Linked DNA regions of Zea mays: region 1 is linked to region 2. A link is a contact called in public Hi-C data. All regions are on one chromosome and are shown on one strand. The core of a region is the stretch at or near the end of the contact, and the rest is flanking DNA. Distances in the headings are between cores, read along the strand shown.

Region 1 (3,498 bases), core at 852-3,351, 360 kb before region 2:
ATAAGGTCATATGTTCAACAGCGTGGTCATGGTCCCCTCAACTGGAATCTTGATGCAGCCATGCACCCTTCAAATGGACCAAATGCAAATCAGGAACAAGAACGGAACCCTGAAACTCAGCAATTCCAGGCTCCTGTCAATAGACCTGCCCTTGTTATCCCTCCTCCACCTTTGCCACCACGACAACCATTATGGCACAGAGAACTGCGTCATAACAACTGGAACAGCAGACACAGGGTACATGCAGATCCTATGCTATCTTCACATTCAATAATGGAGCTTTTGTATAGAAGGAGAAAAAACTTTTTAACTAGTGCGTTGAGTCAAAAAAAAGTAATATATTTGGTTCTGTGTTTCTTGCAGGAATGGGATGCTATTAATGATTTAAGAGCTGACATGGGTAGACTTCAGCAAGGGATGAGCAGCATGCAGAGGATGCTGGAAGCGTGCATGGACATGCAGCTGGAATTGCAGCGTTCTGTGAGACAAGAAGTGTCAGCTGCCTTGAATCGGTTTGCAGGACCTGAAGGTCAGACAATTCTTCTAACATCATTATCGTAGTACTGTTTCTATATCTAATAATATGAACAATGATTTGCACCCAAACCAGAAACGTATTTTCATTATTTGCTTACCAAGTTTATTTATTTATTTCCTAGTGACTGTTACCATCAATCGAGGTCCACTTGTTTTCTGTAGGTTTCACTCATTGTGCAAGTATGAATGGTCTTATTAAACTGCTTGTTTTTGTCAGGATTGTCGATGGATCTGTGTGACGATGGATCAAAATGGAATCAGGTGAGGACAGGAACCTGCTGCGTATGCTGTGATTCACAGATTGATTCTCTACTGTACAGGTGGGTACTCCACATGACATTTCAGGTTCCTTGTGCACAAGCTGGTGTATGTGATGCGTGATTTGTAATGCTTTAAACCTTTCGGGTGATGATGGCAGGTGTGGGCACATGTGTACTTGCTCGAAATGTGCAAATGAGCTGGTGCGCAGCGGCGGCAAGTGCCCGCTCTGCCGGGCTCCCATCGTGGAGGTGGTCCGCGCATACTCGGTAATGTAAGGTGGTGGAAGATACAGTCAGTAGGAAAGGAATAAGTTGACGGCAAGCGAAGTTTTGCTGCAAGTGAAGAAAAGCTTGTTTAGGAAATGGACCCCCTCCCAATCCCCCAAAAAAGAACTCTGTTTTTCCTCCTTTGTGAATCTATAGGGGAGGCTACTTACGTTGCCTGCATATTCGTTGCCTTGCTGCTCGTGTCGCCGAGACGCAGGCGGCAAAGGGCGTGCCATTAATTTTTGGAAGAGCTTGCGTTGGGAAGTGGTGTCCCCAGTGCAAGCTGTTTCACTGTATATTTATACACTGACTGATCCTCAACTGAAGCAGACACCAGCAATGCATTGGTATATACCAGGTTCCTTGATCACTCTCTGGTCCTCCCAGTGAGCATTGAGCTGTGATGTGTCAGTGTTTGGTGCGTTACATCTGCGTATCAGTCCGTAGTGTGGTAGTGGGTATGTAGCTTTCAGCTCCCGTTGCCTTTGGTTGAGTCGACTTCTCTTTCAAATGCACGGTCCGTGATGTTTCGAGCTGCTGTTGTACGCTACACGGAGAATGTACGCTTACAAACATATCACATATGAATATTGATGAAATATAGTACAGTATTATTGTGCTGTGCATACGTCTTTCGCACTCAGGAGCAACAGGCATGGTCTGCAAGATGACGTGCGACGCGTTTGCAATCGCAACCATGCTGGGGCTGGGCCAAACAGACGACAACCCCATAAACAGGAATACCAGTGACGCAAAAAAAAAGTATCAGTGCCATAGAAATGTGAGAATACAAAGAATTCTTCAAAATAAAAAAGGCTTACTTTGTACAGTGCTGAAAAAAACATATCAAAACAGTATTATAAATTCGAGTGTGCACTCTGCTTCCCCATTCCTCAAAAATCGAAAATAAATAAAAACAGATCGCGTCTCCATTCGAGTGTGCCCGTCGTGATTGGGATTCGGGCTCGTGATTTTCGGCGCGGGGCCGACGGGGTCATGTGAATGTGATCAGGCCGTTGCAGTCTTGGGAGTCTCCAGATCACACACGAGTCCCGTCCGCCGCTGTAGCAGTACTGCAGTAGAAATCCTGTCCTGTCGCTCCCTCCACCACACACTGAACTGAACACGCGCGCGCGCACGCCATTCCCCTCCCGTAGCGTGCGGCGTGCCGTCAATCCAAACCACCAAAAGCAATGCCGCCGCCGTCCGCAAACGGCGCCACCGCCGCCGCCGCCGCCGCGAGGGACGACATGTCCCCGGCGGAGGCCAGGCTGGCGATGATGGAGCTGGCGAACATGGTGTCGGTGCCGATGGCGCTGGCGGCCGTGATCCGGCTGGGCGTGCCGGCCGCGGTGTGGGCGGGCGGCGCCAACGCGCCCATGTCAGCGGCCGACCTCCTCCCGCCGGGCCACCCGGACCCGTCCGTCCTGGAGCGGCTGCTCCGCCTGCTGGCGTCCCGCGGCGTTTTCTCCGAGTCCACCGAGTCCACGCCCACCACGCGGCGGCGGCTATTCGCGCTCACCGCGGTGGGCCGCACCCTGGTGCCGGGGCCCGCCTCGGGCGCGTCCTACGCCGACTACGTGCTGCAGCACCACCAGGACGCGCTGGTGGCGGCGTGGCCCCGCCTGCACGAGGCCGTGCTTGACCCCGCGGGGCCCGAGCCGTTCGCGCGCGCCAACGCCGGGGTCACCGCCTACGCCTACTACGGCAAGGACCAGGACGCCAACCGGGTCATGCTCCGCGCCATGGCGGGGGTATCCGAGCCCTTCATGGGTGCCCTCCTCGACGGCTACGGCGCCGCCGGCGGGTTTCGCGGCGTCGCCACGCTCGTAGACGTCGGGGGAAGCTCCGGCGCCTGCCTCGAGATGATCATGCGCAGGGTCCCCACAATCACCGAGGGCATCAACTTCGACCTCCCCGACGTCGTCGCCGCAGCGCCGCCCATCGCCGGTACGTATACGCTCCTCCTTCTCCTCGCATAGTCTCACATCACATGCAATGGCAGTGCGGGACCTTATCTTCTCCCGATCCGTCCGTGGTTCGTTTTGGTTACCAAAAATCCTCGAGATTATGAGCACGTATCTTTACGCACTTTTCTCTCAGCTCAGCTCCGTCGAGATTGTACATTGTTTAGCTCCTCGAAAATGCCCAGAACAAGTCGCTCAAAACATCCTAAGGTTAATTGTCCAATTATATTACTGAGAAAACATCCGTCTAATGGTTTGCTTAATGGAACAAGGCGGGTAGTCCGAGCATTCCAAAGGAATACTACTAATGCAAAATTTATGCTACGACTACGTCAACATGCTGGAAAGAGTATGATAACATACAGGGGATTCGAGGGAATTAAGGGCCCGTTTGGTAAAGCTCTGGCTCCTGCTTCTTTAGCTCCAGATCCTGATCCTCGTGAGGAGCTGATCCTCCTGTTTCTTCT
Region 2 (3,617 bases), core at 1,118-3,617:
GGCTTCGGAGGAGCTTCCACATCGCCCAACCTAGGGCGTAGACCAGCCACGTCAACAGGAGGTGCCATCATCACCCTACCCCGAGCTGACTCGGGCCACAGGGAACAAGACCGGCGTCCCATCTGGCTCGCTCCGCCAGATAGGCAATGATGGCGCCCCGCATACTCTGCGACAACGGCGGCTCTCAGCCCCCTTACGGAAGCAAGAGGACGTCGGCAAGGACTCAACTGCTCCGACAGTTGTCCCACTACCGGGCTCCAGCGCTCCTCCGACGGCCACGACATCACATCAAGCTGGGTGCCAAAATCTCTCTGGCTGCCACGACGGCATGTACTTAGGGCGCTAGCTCTCCTCCGCTAGACACGTAGCACTCTGCTATACCCCCCATTGTACACCTGGATCCTCTCCTTACGCCTATAAAAGGAAGGACCAGGGCCCTCTTAGAGAGGGTTGGCCGCGCGGGGACGAGGAGGAGACAGGCGCTCGCGTGAGGCCGCTCGCTCCCTCTCCCGCGTGGACGCTTGTAACCCCCTACTGCAAGCGCACCCGACCTGGGCGCGGGACGAACACGAAGGCCGCGGGATTTCCACCTCTCTCACGCCCATCTCCGGCCACCTCACTTCCCCCCTTCGCGCTCGGCCTCGCGTCGACCCATCTGGGCTGGGGCACGCGGCGACATTCACTCGTCGGCTTAGGGACCCCCGGTCTCGAAACGCCGACAGGTATCGCACTCTACTTGCTGGTGGGGGAGGCACTGATTAAACATATATGTTCGCTGCGGCTTTAATTAATCTATCGGTTTTTATATTTATTTTTTCTCTATAGATTGTAGCTGCAGCATGTAGCAGTACACCCTTCCCTGCTGATTTGTTCCATAGCATGGATGCATCGATCCCAGTTCTTTATATGTGTCCATGCAAATCCAAGTCGGTAGCAGGCTAGCCTATCTATCATTCTATCCAAAACGACGACGAGCTTAATAGGCTCTATCATCCAATAGTAAAGGAAAGAAAAGAAGCAAACGTTGTTGACTAGAAATATTGCCGGCCAAAAGCAAGAAGCCGCATGAGAGTGCAGGTCGCTCCGTCCAATCCAGAAACGGAAAGAGAGGCGGAAACGGAAAGAGAGGCGGAAACCATTGGGGAAGAAAGCGATCCACGTGTGGCGCGCGCGCCCTGGCCGGAGTTGAATGACTGCTCTCGATCTCTCAGGTGAGCGGCGATCGAGGTCGGTACTCGGTAGAGGAGGACGACGACGACGACCAAGCCAGCCGGCCGGCCGGCCATATGGAGAATGCATGAACGCGGCGCTAGCCAGCTGTAACTTCCTTGCGTTGTTGACCGCACCGCGCGCGTCTCCATCCACCATCCGTCGTCGTCTGTCTGATGCATGATGCGAAGATGAGCGAGCAGCATGCAGTTGCAGCAGTCCATGGTGTGGTGGCCCATGCAGTGCAGGTCACCCTCAAGTCCTTGCTTGCTTTGGCACCCACCCAGCAAAGATTCTATTCTATGTGCATAAATAAATTTGCCCTAAATAAATAAATATGATTCTAGAGACAAGCGGGCATCCACTTCCAGCGACCCAGCAGCCATGGACGGCCGTCGGCTGGCTCCCCTCTGTTCTCCTCCTCCGCCGCCGCGCGCGTGGCAACGAGATCCCATGCATCATGGATGGCCGGCTCGCGCGCTCCACGGAACGCGCCAAGACAAGAAGAAAAGAGGAAGAGGAACTCGCTGACAGATAGGTCCCATATGTCACCCACTGACAGACAGAGACAGGCACATCCCACTGTCAGACAGACACACACACGGTGTCCTTTTTTTCTTTTTCTTTTTCTTTTTCTTTTTACTTTTCGCATTTTGTGTCGGACTGACATCAGCTTTAGCATTAATAAAAAAAAGGTTATACAGTACTAGTAGTGTGCAGTCAGAGGGTACCATATGCATAGTGTAATAATAATTAAATAAAGTAGTAATTGATTAGACGATCGAATAATAATATTGGCAGCGCATGGATACACGATGTCACGAACGCACAGCCCGCGGTATGAAACTGGGAGAGCATTTCGGCCATATTTATCATCATGGCGATTCTGTTGACGGCTTTGATAGCGATGATTTTGATTTTGACCGGCCGCATGACATGCTGCATGCAACATCATATCCTTTCGGTCGGTGTCGTGTCGTCTCCGAGTCTCTGACCCAGCCTGCTTCATTCTCCTGTACCCCCGCGTCCGCTCTAGCCTCTCGCTCGGTCAAACTCCCGCACACGGCCACACGGACGACCACCGCACCCACGTACCCCCACCCGTCGGCTGCGTCGGCGCCTCATCGTTCTCGTTCCTTCACTTCTCCGACCTCGCCGCCCTCCCCACCAGCAGGCTAGCTATATAAACCCCAGCGCCATGCACCACCTCTCCTCATCCAAATCGAGACAGAACACACCACCACAAGCTAGCTAGCAGCCTAGCACTAGCAGCGGCCGGGCAAGCCACCTCTCTCCCTCGATCCCTCGCCGATCGATCACCGTCTTTGCACTGATCTCTGCAGAAAGCTAGCATTAGTATGGACGGCGCCGTAGCGATAGCGGCGGCGGCGGTCCTGCTGCTCTGCGCCTTCATCTACGCGGCGTGGCTGGCACCGGCCGCAGCCAGGCGCCGCCTCCGCGGGGCGGGCTTCGACGGGCCACGCCCGTCCTTCCCCTTCGGCAACCTCCCCGAGATCACGGCCTCGCTGCAGGCCCAGGCCCAGGCCAACAACAACAAGTCCTCCGCCGTCGCCAGCGGCGACATCCACGCCGCCGTCTTCCCCTACTTCGCCCGCTGGCGCGAGTCCTTCGGCAAGGTCTTCGTCTACTGGCTGGGCACGGAGCCGTTCCTGTACGTGGCCCACCCGGAGTTCCTCAAGGCCGCCACCGCCGGCGCGCTGGGCAAGCGCTGGGGGAAGCCCGACGTGTTCCGCCGCGACCGCATGCCCATGTTCGGCCGGGGCCTCGTCATGGCCGAGGGCGAAGAGTGGACCCGGCACCGACACATCATCGCGCCAGCCTTCTCCGCCACAAACCTCAACGTACGTACTACTCAATATCTCTCCATGCACTCACTCACTCACAAAAGTTGTTGACGCTGACCGACCCCGGTACGGTGTGCATATATGCAGGACATGATCGGGCTCATGCAGGAGACCACCGCCAAGATGCTGGCCGAGTGGGGCGACGCGGTGGCGGCGTCCGGCGACCAGCAGGACGGCGCCGTCGTCGACGTGGAGCGGGGCGTGGTCCGGAACGCCGCCGAGATCATCGCCAAGGCGAGCTTTGGGGTGACCGACGACGAGGCCGGCGCGCGGGTGTTCCGGAAGCTGCAGGCCATGCAGGCGATGCTGTTCCAGTCCAACCGCCTCGTCGGGGTGCCGCTGGCGCGCCTGCTGCACGTGCGGAAAACCTACGACGCGTGGCGCCTGGGACGCCAGATCGACGCGCTGCTCATGGACATCATCCACGACGCGCGCCGCCGCCGCCGCCAGGGGAAGGACCTCCTGTCGCTGCTGCTGGCCGGGACGGAGGAAGCCACCGACCGGCGGCTCACCACGAGGGAGCTGGTGGACGAGTGCAAGACC

Evidence for each region. Hi-C and Micro-C count contacts between places; a contact is called where the count stands out from the background.
Region 1: a Hi-C map of bundle sheath shows a contact between it and region 2, with 3 times the contacts expected there. The contact joins the promoter of LOC100283243 here to the promoter of LOC103654095 in region 2. A contact is called at or near these places in 2 of 25 Hi-C or Micro-C datasets (bundle sheath and ear).

Annotation. Positions count from the first base shown.
Region 1 is chr4:175,085,934-175,089,431 of Zm-B73-REFERENCE-NAM-5.0, reverse strand. It overlaps LOC100283243, which reads left to right and starts at 2,101. Exons shown (of 3, transcript NM_001156145.2): 1 at 2,101-3,014. The coding sequence starts at 2,258. LOC103654099 (RING/U-box superfamily protein) reads left to right here. Exons shown (of 7, transcript XM_008680923.4): 4 at 1-237; 5 at 364-529; 6 at 755-857; 7 at 956-1,684. The coding sequence ends at 1,073.
Region 2 is chr4:174,730,626-174,734,242 of Zm-B73-REFERENCE-NAM-5.0, reverse strand. It overlaps LOC103654095 (cytochrome P450 714C3), which reads left to right and starts at 2,367. Exons shown (of 2, transcript XM_008680901.2): 1 at 2,367-3,071; 2 at 3,162-3,617. The coding sequence starts at 2,568.